Regions from separate parts of the Cricetulus griseus genome. Here region 2 is linked to region 1. The links are chromatin contacts, called in public Hi-C maps. All regions are on one chromosome and are shown on one strand. Each heading gives the region's core, a stretch centred on a gene start, on an enhancer-like site or on the middle of the called end of the contact. The rest is flanking DNA. Distances are from core to core; before and after follow the strand shown.

Region 1 (7,221 bases), core at 1,742-4,241:
AGCCTACAGTAAAAACTTTCTGGACTGGAGAAATTGCTCAGAGGTTAAGAGCACTGGCTGCTTTTCCAGAGGTCCTAAGTTCAATTCCCAGAAACCACATGGTGGCTCACAACCATCTGTAATGAGATTTGGTGCCCTCTCCTGGCCTGCAGGAATACATGAAGGCAGAACACTATATACATAATAAAGAAATCTTAAAAAACAAAAACTTAGCCGGGCGTTGGTGGCGCATGCCTTTAATCCTAGCACTCGGGAGGCAGAGGCAGGCGGGATCTCTGTGAGTTCGAGGCCAGCCTGGTCTACAGAGTGAGTTCCAGGACAAGCTCCAAAGCAGTACAGAGAAACCCTGTCTCGAAAAACCAAAATAGATAGATAGATAGATAGATAGATAGATAGATAGATAGATAGATAGATAGATAAAAACTTTCCATACTCAGAACTGCCCTCCAAAGAGCAGACCAGTCACCCCAGGAGCAGTGAACACTCTATATTCTCACCAATGTCATAGTCAATACCAGATCAAAAGCAGCCTGTCTTTAAACTTGCAATCCTCCTGCACCAAATTCCTGAATGCCAGGATGACAGGCCATGTGCCACCATGCCAATCAGACTGTGATGTTTTTTAAAGTAAAACAGAACATGACTGTGTCACTGCTATCATTCATTCTTAAAATTACTGACATTATTTTATGGAGCCACTGTTTTGGTTGGACACATCACAGCAATGAACTCCATCCTATGAATCAAGATTAAGGTATTTTGTTGTTGGTAGGTTTTGTTTTGTTTTGTTTTGTTTATCCAAGCCAGGGTTTCTCTATGAACAGCCCTGGCTGTCCTGGATTTGATTTGTAGACCAGACTGGATTTGAATTCCCAGAGATCTGCCTGCCTCTGCCTCCCAGTGCTGGGATTAATGTTATGCACTACCACCACCATTCAGGAAGGTTTAAAAACCGAGGAAAGGGATCAGAGCAATGGTGCAGTGGTTAAGAGCACTCTTCTAGAGGGCTGGGTTTGATTATCAGCTCCCAAATGGCAGCTCACAACTGTCTGTCACTCCAGTCCCAGGGGACCCTCTTCTAGCCTCTGTAGGTAGTGCATGCACATGCACACAGACATACAAGCAGGCAAAACACCCAGAGATACAAAATAAAAATAAATGTTAAAAATAAAAACCTGGCTGGGCAGTGGTGGAGCACGATTTTAGTCCCAGCACTCGGGAGGCAGAGGCAGGTGGATCTCTGTGAGTTCGAGACCAGCCTGGTCTACAAGAGCTAGTTCCAGGACAGGCTCCAAAGCCACAGAGAAACCCTGCCTCAAAAAACCAAAAAGTAAATAAAATAAAATAAACAATAAATAAATAAAACCCTGGTGTGTGTCGGTATATGCATTTAATCCCAGCACTCGGGAGGCAGAAGACAGGTGGATTTCTGTGAGTTTGAGGCCCAGCCTGGTCTACAGAGCAAGTTCCCGGACAGCCAGGGCTGTTACGCTGAAAAACCCTGTCTCACAAAAAAAAAAAGAAAAAATTGTTTTAAGAAAAATTAGAAACAGGAACACTGTCAACAGCAGAGGTGACAACAAGGAAGAAGATTCTTCCCACACTGGTGAGCACCCCTTTCAGAAGGTCAGCTTGGGTTAGAGACAGAGCCTAGGTGCCAGCTTGCCCCAGAGACACTAATGCTCTTCAGCAGGGTTCATCTGCTCCTCAGGATACTAGACAGGTAGCACCTGCCAGCTCTCTGGTCTCCGCTCTCGGCATCAGTAAACCTGCCCCACATCACACAGTTCCATAGGTACCATGCAGGTGCCATCCTGATGGAAGACTCACAGCTCCCAAGGTCAACGTGAATCGGCTACAGAGCCGGCCTATCCATACTGGAAAACAACCATCCAAGTCTCGTATGGAGGACTCTCAGTGTTTGCTATTTCCTGGGACGGCCTCGCTCTGAGTAACATCAGGGAAGCAGGAGCTGACCTAGGTAGGTGCTGTCCAGGAGCAGCCCTCCTCACCTGCATGCCGTGGTAGCCCTTGCCGGAGTAGGCCATGAGCAGCACAATTTTGCGCTTTGGCAGCTTGCGTGGAGCCTCTTCATCCTCAAGGCTCTTGACCCTCTTGGGAGGATGCGGTGTCTCCTCCCAGACCCAGCCACCTCGGACCTTCCTGTCTTGTTGGTGTGAGGCCAGCGCTGGTGGCACCTTGTTTGCAGCCATAGGGGGCAGGCTGAGAAAAATAGGCATGAGTGACCAAGGTGGTAAAGGATACAAGAACAGAGCCTGATGAGAGGCCCCAGCTCTGCCTGCCTCAACGGTCTCTGAAGACCTGGCCTAATGGAAGATCAGTCCGGCTCATCAATGACAAGAGTGGCTGGGGTAGGGAAACAGTGGCAACTCCAGGGTGGAGTTGGGGGCTCAGCTGGACAAAAGCAGGTAGCGCTCCAGCCAGAGGCCGACAGCTCAGGGCAGTACAAGACAGAGATAAGACCTAGGAAAGCATGCAGAGGCAGGCAGGCAGGCAGCCAGGGCAGCAGTGGGAACTCAGGGCAGAGGCGCCGGTCGCGGGGTCTTTACCCGGGCACGCGCGGACCAGGACACGCCGTCCACCGTCCCCAGGCTCTCAGCAGTGCGGCCCACAGGCGGGGGAAGCCCATGCGCGACAGGGTGGCGGGAGGCGATCCTCGACCTCACGGATCCCTGACGAACTCTGCACCCCGGACACCTTTGCCCTGTCTTCCTTCCTGAATCCTTAGCTCCGGCCCTGCGGCGCTCCTGATCCTAGGCTGACCTGACTCCCCCAGAGCCCCTGCCCCCCGCACACCCGCCGCCCTAGACACCGCGCAGCTGGCGCGCGTGCGGAGCGAGGAATGTCCCGCCGGCCCCACTCACGGCGCCGCGGACCCCCGGAGCCGACCACGTGGACGAAGGCGGAAGCGGGCCAGCGTTGGAAGGCGGCCGAAGGCGGACAAAAAGTCTTTCTGGGACGCGCCCAGTGGGGTGGACCCAGTGGGTGGGGCTTCCCAACCAGGATCAAAGCTAGCCTAGCTGCGGCTCTCCCAAGAAGCAGAAAGCCGGCGGTTGCTGTGTCATGAAAAGTGAAACCGCATCATTAAAATGTTCAGGCTAGGAATGTACCAGGGAGCCAGGTACAGTACGCACCAGGCAATAACTGTGAAAGCCCAGATAACCCCATCACCGTCTCAGCGGTTCTAAGTGGGCCCTTGCGTGAACGCCTAACGTATCAACCCTGGCATTGATTGAGAGATCACAGCGGCTCTTGCAGTTTCCACCACAGGGTTTGCGGGATGCAGACCATCAAGCATGCCAGCATTTGTCGTTTCCAGAAAATGCTCCAGTTGCCAGACACTGATGTATTTAATAGCACGAAGCCGTGGGTATCATTCTGTTGTCGCCCTGTTAACTGATGAAGTCGGGCACAGGTTCAGGTTCTGGTCCTGGATCACATAAATGGGATCTAGCCAGGTGTCTACATCCAGCTCCATTTTCCATTTCTTTCTTTGAGAGTCTTATTATCAGCCTGGAACTCACACAAATAGATCATAGATAGATAGAAAGGTAGATAGGCTGGGCAACTGTGGTTCACGCCTTTAATACCAACACTTGGGAGGCAGAGGCAGGCAGATCTCTTCGAGTTCAAGGTCAGTCTGGTCTTATACGTAGCCCTAACCAGCCCAGAACTCACATAGGTAGGTAGGGAGGTAGGGAGGTAGATAGGTAAGTAAGTAGATAGCTTGGAACTCACATAGATAGGTGGCTAGATGGTAGGTAGATAGATAGATAGATAGATAGATAGATAGATAGATAGATAGATAGATAGGACAGACAAATATATAAGCCGGGCAGTGGTGGTGCTACCCTTTAATCCCAGCACTCGGGAGGCAGAGGCAGGTGGATCTCTGTGAGTTCGAGGCCAGCCTGGTCTACAGAGCGAGTTCTAGGACAGCTAGGGCTACACAGAGAAACCCTGCCTCCCAAATGCAAGGATTAAAGGTATGCACCCCCATACCCACCCAGCTCCTGTCCCCAAACTTTTGGCAACCCTCCTGTCTCAGCCTCCCAAATGCTGGAATTACAGGCGTGAATCACAACATCTAACTTCACACATCAGTCTTATTTTTTCTAATTTTGCTGAGGACTGACACAGAGCAAACATGATACCGAGCATGCAGCCACTGGTGCATAGGCCCCAGTTCCTTCTCTGACTTCATCCCCCATTTTCTGGCTGTCACATTCATCCTGAGCATTCCCATCCTCATCTTACATCCTTTGTCACTCTTTCAGAAATGATGAGTTTCACCCATCTCTGGTTCCCTTGTACACCCGCCTGGCTGACCCAGGATACTTCCCTATTCAGACTCTTGGCTTTATCAGATATATAAAGCCACACAGGAGCTGGTGAGGTGGCTCAGTGGTTGAGAACACTAGCTGCTCTTCCAGAGGTCCTGAGTTCAGTTCCCAGCAACCACATGGTGGCTCACAACCATCTGTGATGAGATCTGGTGCCCTCTTCTGGCCTGCAAGGATACATTCAGACAGAACACTGTATACATAACAAATAAATAAACCTTAAAACACACACACACACACACACACACACACACAACACACACACAGAGGGAGAGAGAGAGAGAGAGAGAGAGAGAGAGAGAGAGAGAGAGAGAGAGAGATGGGGTACTGGACTGGACACCACTCAAGTGTCCACCACTTGAAATGGGACAGTCAGGGAGCCATGTGTATGCAAGGGTAAAACATATTCCAGGTTACTAGGGACCAGTGCAAAGGCCCTGGGACAGCAGTGTGCCACAACGTAACAGACCCTCCCCAGCACCGTCTCTACAGATAGAGTGGGAAGAGCCAGGAGGATCACTTCCAGAGTCTGCATTTAGAGATACCATAGGGATGCCTCATAATACAAAATGGTAAAAACAAAGCCAAAGGAGTAAGTGGCTTTATTGGCTGTGACCACTACTAAAGTGGGAGTCCACTGGGCTGTGTCGGACAAGGCAGACCTGGGGGAAAATGGCTAACAGCAAGAGGCAGCTTCCTATGCTGAAGACTTCCATATAGTTCACCCTGCCCTGGTTCCATGCATTGAGGAAGGGCTCCCAAAGAAAGTCCTTCTCAGGACTTGGCCACCCCAGTGTCTCTTCACCTATCATGCTACAGAAAGCCTTGCTGTCTCTGCTGTTAGGTATGGCTTCACCCTTTGGTATGAGCATGCCATGGAAGCAACTATAGAGGTCCCTAGGTGTAGGAGGCATGGAGGTCTTTATGCTCACAGATAAGCACTAGGGGAACCCAGAATGTTAAACATACCAAGTTGTTTCTTCACGGGAAGGAATGCAAAACCTGTTTTCAGCCCAGAAGGTTCAGTGACCTTTGGGCTATATGTGTGGATAGAGACTTCTCTGGCACTGGACCTTCCTCTAAACCCGTATCATAAATTTGTTTTTCTCTATCAATCATAAACTTGTTTTTCTCAATCTATGAAACTTAACTTTATAGATTTTACAAAGAGTTTTGTTGTAGTCATGTCTAATCTGTATTTAACCTGCTTTGTTGTGTACATGCGACTGAATTATCTCCAGAATAATTTTCGCCAAATTGTGCCTTAAATATGCCTAAAATAAACTATCCAGAGTAGACTTCAGAAGTTTGAACCAACACCAACTACTGAGTCATGTTGAACCAAACAGTCTTCTTGCCTCCCATTGACGGTCACTCTGCTGGCCATGGAGATCACAGAGACCATCATACCTGGACAGATGGTCTCAGTCCTTCAGCCAGAGGCATCCAGGTCCACTTCAGGACTTTGCTAGTCTCCACCCCAGCACAGGCATCTACAAGCCCAGCCACATGAACCTCGAAGTTCAATGCTCTGTAATGGGGTCTCTGGTGGAAGAGGGCTTTGGTAGAGATCCAGGACTCCTGCTTTGTTGACACCAGGTTGTTTTTACTAAAGCTCAATAGTTCAATTTTACCAATAAAGACTTGGGATTCAGATGCTAGGGTGAAAACCTGCTGGCTCAAAGAGGCAGAGAAAGCACCCAGCCAACGTTCCTCCTCAGCCTGTATCCCAGAAAAGACCTTCCTCCTACATTATCTCAAACAAGACTCCTCCAACTCAATGTCCCTCGCTTCTACTTCCTGTGTGTCTCTCCATCCTCCTGACTCCCTCTAGCCCTATGGTTTTTGTTTTGTTTTCTTGTTCACTTCCTGTCAACTGGTTGCTTGCTTTGCCTCTAGACCGACCTGAGGTTGACTGTATTTAATCCTGTTTACATTAAGCACAGAGCTCTTGGATTAAAGGTGTGTGCTAGGGCTGAGCCGCACCACAACTAGAAACAGTTTTTGTTTTTGTTTTTGTCCAGTAAATATTGCAGTCTTGGGTTCCAGAGTATTATCAAGTACCCTACATTTCAAATGAAGACCAAAAGATTATGAAATTAGTGGCAATAGAATAGTCCCTTATTGGCTGGGTGGTGATGGTGCATGCCTTTAGTCCCAGCACTCCAGAGGCAGAAGCAGAGGCAGGCAGATTTCTGTGAGCTCGAGACCAGCCTGGTCTACAAGAGCTAGTTCCAGAACAGCCTCCAAAGCCACTGAGAAACCCTGTCTTGAAAAAATTAAAACAAAAAAAAAGAATAGTCCCTTATTTTCTGTTTTCCTCTGTCCCATACTTGATGGCTCTTCTGATATGAGAGAGACATTTTGGGTTTTCCTTTAACAAGCCAGTTTTAAATTTTAATTAAATTGAGACTACATAAAGACCACTTGCCACTTATGTCTGTAGAGGGCAGCAGAGACAAACATTTGACAATCCACCGTTGGCCAGCCAGCCACAGGGCAGGAAGAAAGAAGGGAGCTATTTACACCCTGACCCACAACAGATGGCTCTCCTGCAAGAAAGGGTAGCTACTAAGGAAGATGGTGGCATGGGTGCTGACGCTAGTTGGGGCTCCGAGCCGGGATTTCAGGCTGGTCAGTTGGAGGTGTGCAATACTAGGCCAATTTATTGTTTTCCTTGGGACATTTTCTCTTGATGTTCTGTCCTTTCTCTTCAGATGTTTCACTTGTCCAGTCTCTAGATTTTGTTTTCTAATTTATTTATTTAGGTTTTTTAAGACAAAGTTTCTCTGTATTGCTTCGGAGCCTGTCCTGGAACTCACTCTGTAGTCTAGGCTGGCCTCAAACTCACAGAGAT
Region 2 (7,221 bases), core at 1,446-3,945, 55 kb after region 1:
AATTGCTCCAGCAGGCAAGTCTGTGGGGCATTTTCTTGATTTTTTTTAAAGTAATTTATTTTTATTTCAGGTGCACTTGTGTTTTGTCTGCATGTGTATCTGTGTGAAGGTGTCAGATGACCTAAAACTGGAGTTACAGGCAGTTATGAGCCACCATGCGGGTGCTGGGAATTGAACTCCGGTCCTCTGGAAGAACAGCCAGTGCTTTTAACCTCGGAGCCATCTCTCCAGCTCCCATATTCTGTTGATTAATGATTGATGTGGGAGGGCCCAGCCCACTGTGGACAGTGACACCCACAGGCAAGTGGGCCTGGGTTGTATAAGAAAGTAGGCCGAGAAACCCGTGAAAAATCAAGTCAGTAATAAGAGCTTCTCCATGGTCTTTGCTTCAGCTCCTGCCTCAGGGTTCCTGCTCTGATTTTCCTCTGTGACCAGCTGTGATGTGCAAGGGTAAGATGAAACAGACCCTTCCCTTCCCACGTTGCTTTTCCTTGTGGTGTTTACTACAGCAACAGAAAGCAGACTAGGACACTCGTCGATCTTAGAAGCTAGGTTTCAGAAATGTCTTTTTAGTTTGTGTCCCAGATACAGGCGTGGCTTACTGTCCCCTACAGCTAGCCTTTCCAGCTAATGGAACAGGTAAAGTGAGGATTTCTTTCAGCATTGTCAGTGTTTATCTGATTTCTTTTCCTGGTCAGACTAGTTTGGTGCAGATCCTTGTTCTGAAGGAATGAGAATTGTCTTCTCAAGTATTTTAACCCCCTTTCATCTACATTGTTGCAGAAGCATTCAACTTAATCAGTACATTTGCTTGCATGGTAATTATTTGCTTAAAGGGCTCCTGGTATGTTCAGGCAAGTAACTGATTCTTTTTGTTTATTTTTTTGTTTTCAAGACAGGGTTTCTCTGTGTAGCTTTGGAGCCTGTCCTAGAACTGGCTCTGTAGACTAGGCTAAACTTAAACTCACAGAGATCTGCCTGCCTCTGCCTCCCGGGCACTGGGATTAAAGGCGTGCAACACCAAAGCCCGGCAACTGATTCTTTTTGTAAACTGCGGGGCAGGTAGAGGCAGTACTGATATACCCAAAGTTCTTCAAGTCACACAGCTGCTAAGATGATAGGTAAATCCTGTTAACTGAGTAAACCTGTATCAGGAACTTCAAAACTCACATTTTTACACAGGGTCAAGGTGCCGCATTATAGTTGACTTGTTTCTGGAGAATTGGTTTAGACTTGATTTGTTAAGTGCTCATGTGATATAAGTATGAGTATGCAAGTGTGTGACCGTACATGCATATGGGGAGGCCAGAAGAGTGGGATATCAGGGGGTCTGTTGGCTCCTGCATTATTGATACCTTAAGTAAATGATAATTCCTGTCTTGTACCATTAAGCTGATGGTTTTTAGATCCCAGTATAAACAGGTACCCATCAGAGTAAAAAATTTGACTTAGGATACAATGCAAGAGGGGAACCTGGAGCCAAACTTACATGTTAAGTTTTAATTACTGTACCTAAGAGACCCATGCAAAAAAATGCCTCTTAGTAGCCGGGTGTTGGTGGTGTAAACTTTTAATCCCGGCACTCGGGAGGCAGAGGCAGGTGGATCTCTGTGAGTTCAAGACCAGCCTGGTTTACAAGAGCTAGTTCCAGGATAGGTCTACAAGAGCTAGTTCCAGGATAGCCTCCAAAGCCACAGAGAAACCCTGTCTCAAAAAAACAAAAACAAAAAAATCAAGCAACAACAAAAAATACTTCTGATCTGCAAGACACTTGCCCAAGGATAGACAGTTCTTGAAATGCTGGAGGGAATTGCTTCTGGGAGATAGCAAGCCACTTGTGCATTTACTGGATTGGAAATACTTAAGCCGATGCAAACCATGACTCAAGGCCATTTTCTGGAAACCCAGAGATGAACCTGGCCTGAGCCCATCCACCTGGCCAGTATTTAATTAAAGCTTGCTTCAGGTTTGGCTTTAAATTGTGAGAGTGGTCTTGTTCTCGACTGATGGGAGTTAACAGTCATGTAGAGTTCTCCACCTTATTGCTTTGGCACACCAAGACCCTTTGTGAGTGACTGTCCAAGCCAAGCAACCACTACTGTGAGGAGTTCTGTAGTGATCCCAACTAGGCTGACGTCACACATACACACACACACTGTGCATACATACAAAATGTATGTATATCCAGCACTCGGGAGGCAGAGGCAGGCAGATCTCTGAGTTCGAGGCCAGCCTGGTCTACAGAGTGAGTTCCAGGTCAGGCTCCAAAGCAATAGAGAAACCCTTTGGGGGGGAGGGGCAAACAAACAAACCCCCCCAACAAAATGTATGAATGTATATATGTATGTATGTATGTATGTGTGTATGAATAGTCTACATGTATGCCAGGGAAGACTAGGGCAGAGGCTCAATCTATGTAGTTATAGGCAGAAGCCCTCATCTCCGTTGGGTAAGGCTTTCCAGTTATTGGCGGAAGAATGCCCACAATCCTATGGAACCCCCAATAAATGGCTTGGTTCAGCAGAGTGAAGTTGTGGCTGTCAAGCAGGGTCTAGAAAGCCCACTGCTAACCTTTGCCTACTATCTGTTTTATAAATACCATCTCTGTAACAGTCTGAACTCCTCTCTGGCCACCTAGCTGCTTGTGCTATGACGGCAGAGCTTGGCAGTTACAACAGAACCTCTACAGTCCATTAAGCCAAACCAAAGTTCACCCTGGGGAACCAATGAATTTACTGGAGTTCCTTACAGATCATGGGTGACTCTGAAGCAGTGAACAGGAAGGTCAGCACCTAGCTTGGTTGATGACTCCCTGGTGGTTATGTAGATGGACCTCTCTTTCCTTCCTTCAGTTCTCCCCACCTATACACTCTTAGCTGCTCCTGAGATGTGGAGGCCACATGCAGTTAGGGTACAATTGCATGCAACTAATTAGCTGGGAGGAACTGCTGGATACTAGGGAATGTCAACAGCTAATAAGCTGAATTGTGGTGATATTTTCCAAGTAGGCACAGTTAAGCTTTTTCTTTTCTTTTTTATTTTTGGTTTTGAGACAGGGTTTCTCTGTAGCTTTGGAGGCTGTCCTGGTACTGCTCAGTAGACCAGGCTGGCCTGGAACTCATAAAGATCTGCCTGTCTCTGCCACCTGAGTTCTGGGATTGAAGGTGTGTACCACCACAACCCTGCAATAGTTGAGCTCTTGAAGATGGCGTCTATCTGGGTCAGAGGGTAGAGGATAAATTGTACAGATCAGGGAGGCCTCCTTTTCACCCTTTGATCCACTGGCTAAGGTTGGGTGCACACTGGATCACATACCTGATGAATAACCGAGCACCCATACTGACAGGTACTATGCACTATGCCAGCCATTAATATCTGAGCCATAAACTGAATTGAAATGATATAAATGGTTGAAGTCTATCTATTCTCTTTGCTTCTTTCCCCTCACTTTCTGTGGTGATGGGATCAAATCCAGGGCTTTCCATATGCTAGGTAAGTGCTCTACCCTGGGCTATGCCATAGCCCCTGTTATCTATTTCCAATTAGCAGACGCCAGACAAGAAATACATAGAAAGTTTATTTTTCAACTTTAGCAACTAGAGGGGATTCTTGCTTAACTTGATCTTTTCTTCTATGTTTGAAAAGTATTTCATCTTTGTTAGAATTTCCTTGGCTTTTTCAAAATCACCTGAAATAAACAAGAGACAATTAATTACATCAGGCAACAATAAAACCAACTCTGGCATCTCAGGCAGCCAAATCAAAGGGCCCAAAGGTTGATGGCTTCACCTGAGGGTTTTGAGTGTACCCTATAGCAACATTTGCCAAAGTTTGGAGATATTTTTTTCTGCCATAACCAGGGAAGTAGAAGTGAGACCTACTAGGTAAAATCCAGTGGCCCTGAGAATGATTTTTTTTTTTTAAAGATTTTATTTATTTATTATGTATACAACATTCTGCTTCCGTGTATATCTGCACACCAGAAGAGGGCACCAGATGTCATAACGGATGGTTGTGAGCCACCATGTGGTTGCTGGGAATTGAACTCAGGACCTCTGGAAGAGCAATCAGAGCTCTTAACCTCTGAGCCATCTCTCCAGCCCTGAGAAATGACTCTTGAAAGTTGTCCATACATGCACCCCCCCCCACATACACAAATACACAGACTATATAAATGTAATAGGAACTTTTTAAAAGGAATGAAATACCTTGTTCAAAAGCTCTGTTTACACCGTCAGTAAATTCTTTCTGTTTAGCTGAAATAGAAAAATAACTATTTTAATTTTTCCATTTAAATAAACTTGCAATAAAGCTGGATGGTGGCGGGTATGCCTGTAATACCAGCATTGGGGAGGCACAGCCAGGCAGAACTCAATGAGTTAGAGGCCAGTCTGGTCTACAAAACAAGTTCCAAGACAGCCAGAGCTGTTACACAGGGAAACTCCGTCTTGAAATGCTCCCCAGTTGCCCAAAAAAGGAAAAAAAAGTAGACACAAAGCAACAGTTGTGACCATGCTGCTCTATACACAATAAGGATTTGGGTTCAGGGTCTTTTTTGTAGTGCTGAGGACTGTACCAAGGTCTCATGCATGCTCTGCAAAGTCTCTACTACTGAGCTATACTGTATGCTTGCATTCTTTTGACACAGGGCTTCACTGTGTTGGACAGGCTAGCCTTGAACTCACTATTCTGCTTCTCTCTTGACTGCTGAGATTATAGGTATGTGCCATCAAACCCGTCTAGCATCTCTTGTTAAATGCAGTACTGACAGGCCCTATGTACATTCCACTCTTCAACCAAGGAAGGTCTGGAGGCAATTGCCAAGGCTTGTAAAGTAGCTACAGAATAACATAAAAAAAGTGAAGAGAGATCACCATAGTTGGGATGTCCCTCCCCCAAAAGTCTGGATGTTAAAATGCTTGGCTCATGACAGGTTTTGCTAATAGAAGGGGGTGGACACTTCAGAAGGCAGGGCCTAGCTGGAGGAAGTTAGGACTTAGAGGCACATCCTGGAAAGGGATCCTGGAACCCAGGCTGTTGTTTCTCTCTTTTGGCTAGCTGCCGTAATACTCGTTGCCTCCTCCACTCTGCATTCCTGCCACAGCTCCAGGAGGAACTGGGCCAATACACCATGGACTGAACCTCTAAAACTGTGAGTCAAAAGAAATCTTTTCATTTCAGGGTACTGGCTCACCATGATGATAACTAACATAGGAATCAGGGATGTGCTGTGACCATCTCTACCTCACAGTCTTCCGTACTTTGACACCCTACAATCATGGCATTTATTACCACTCATTACCAAGTAGTATTAGGCAACCACTTACAAATGATGCAGCCATCCAGGAAAACGAAATCATTTCCATCACACTATATCTCAGAAGGGAAAATTGCCAAATGTAAAGCAGGCACAACAATCTCATTTTCCTATTGTGGCTCATTAGAAAATGAGAGATTTTGCCAGGTGGCGGTGGCACAGCCTGGTCAAGGCCAGCCTAGTTTACAGAGTGAGTTCCAGGACAGCCAGTGCTACACAGTGAAACCCTGTCTGGAAAAACAACCAATCAACCAAGAAAATGAGGGGTTTACAAGTATGCCTTCCAGGTTTTAATATATTTACTTAGAATTTTTGAAAACGTTTCAAATAAATTGGATCTCGCCGGGCGTTGGTGGCTCACGCCTTTAATCCCAGCACTGGGGAGGCAGAGGCAGGAGGATCTCTTTGAGTTCGAGGCCAGCCTGGTCTACAGAGCGAGTGCCAGGATAGGCTCCAAAGCTACACAGAGAAACCCTGCTCTCAAAAAACCAAAAAAAAACCAAAAAAAAAAAAAAAGGTCTCCAAGACAGGCAATGACAGGTATGGAATTCTCCCTTAGGCACATGACTGGTGAGTGCAGGAGTTGGGAACTGAATCCCAGGGGAAGAAATTTCGGAACTGATCTAAACCTAGCATCTACTATGCTGCTAGAAGTGTCTCACATGCTTCATCTGTGTCTCACTTAACTTAATCCTTAAGATAACGAACTAATGCTGTCCATTTTATAGATGAAGACACTGAGGCCCAGACACAGAAATCAACAGCAGTGTTGGGACCGGTCCTCACTCTGGAGGTTTATGTGAGTAAACTCTAGCCCAGATAATGCCTGACGATTTTGGAGGAGTGTAGCCACTTCCGCTTGCACACTCCTGTCTATCTGCTCTGGACCACCCAGCCCTGATGCCAGCACTGGTATTTCACTGTTGGAACTTATTTAATAGCCATTGGCTGAGTCCCTGTCATGCTTCAGGTGCTCTTCTGAGAGGGAACAAAGAGCAAACACAAGTTACACTTCTGCAGAGAACCCTGTATGGAACATCCATGCTGCTGACCTTCCGGACAGCAGTGAAGTGATTGAGAGACACAGACAGAGAGAACAAAGGAGGCTTCATGAGGAGTGATGACTGCTCCCAGGTCGGGGAGAGGAGTTAATATGGATGGGATGAAAAAGACCAGAGTTACAGGCTGCATCAACAATGCTCAGGCCTGGGGTAGAAGGGTGCCCGTGACTGATGAGGATGTGGAAACTGCCCATGTGGCTATAGTGAGACCGTAAAACAAGAAGCAGAGGGCAGAGCATGCAGGACGGTGTCAGTTATGTGGAAATGTTTGTTTTTAAACCTAAGAGCAGCAAAAATCCATTTAAAAGTTTTTAGACAAGGCTTTGAACGATGATTTAGGCTTTAAGACCACCCCATAGTGACAGGGCAGATATATTTTAGATGGGCTTCCATGTACAAGCATAGCCTAAAGGTACTGTGGTTAAAAGTGAGAGGAATCGATTGCAGGTAGTAAAAAGAGATTGGCAGATGAAGTTGAGACATGTTTAGGTCTATTTTTTTTAAATTACATTTACGTGTATTTGTGTGTGTGGCAGGAGGGGTATGTGCATGCCATGGTATGAATGTGGAGATCAGAAGACCATGTGTTTCCTGGGGATCAAACTCAGGTTGTCAGACTTGGTGGCAAGCACATTAACCAATGAACCATCCTAATGGCTTTAGGTCTATCCTTTTAATATTTCTTTCTTTCCTTATTTATGTGTATGTCTGTGTGCCTGTGTGAGCACATCACACATGTGCTTTCAGAATACAAGGCGGGCCAGAAAATGGCATCTGTAACTCTAGTAAAGGATAGTTGGGAACCACTGTGGGTGCTGGGAATTGAACTCAGGACCTCTGGAA

Evidence for each region. A called contact is a pair of places that touch in the nucleus more often than the background predicts.
Region 2: a contact with region 1 is called in a Hi-C map of the CHL-YN cell line, with 4 times the contacts expected there. The contact joins the enhancer-like site here to the promoter of Pus1 in region 1. A contact is called at or near these places in 5 of 8 Hi-C or Micro-C datasets (the CHK-Q cell line, the CHL-YN cell line, the CHO-K1 cell line and 1 more).

What each region holds. Positions count from the first base shown.
Region 1 is chr4:90,552,441-90,559,661 of CriGri-PICRH-1.0, forward strand. Pus1 (tRNA pseudouridine synthase A) reads right to left here and starts at 2,992. Exons shown (of 6, transcript XM_027415901.2): 1 at 2,886-2,992; 2 at 2,013-2,223. The coding sequence starts at 2,213.
Region 2 is chr4:90,608,051-90,615,271 of CriGri-PICRH-1.0, forward strand. It overlaps Hscb (iron-sulfur cluster co-chaperone protein HscB), which reads right to left. Exons shown (of 6, transcript XM_027415905.2): 5 at 4,209-4,256; 6 at 3,559-3,688. The coding sequence ends at 3,597. Among named protein-coding and RNA genes, the nearest start is that of Hscb, 11 kb to the right of the region's middle. Within about 2 kb of position 2,696, at least 1 of the 6 cell types and tissues checked has open chromatin away from gene starts, as enhancers often do.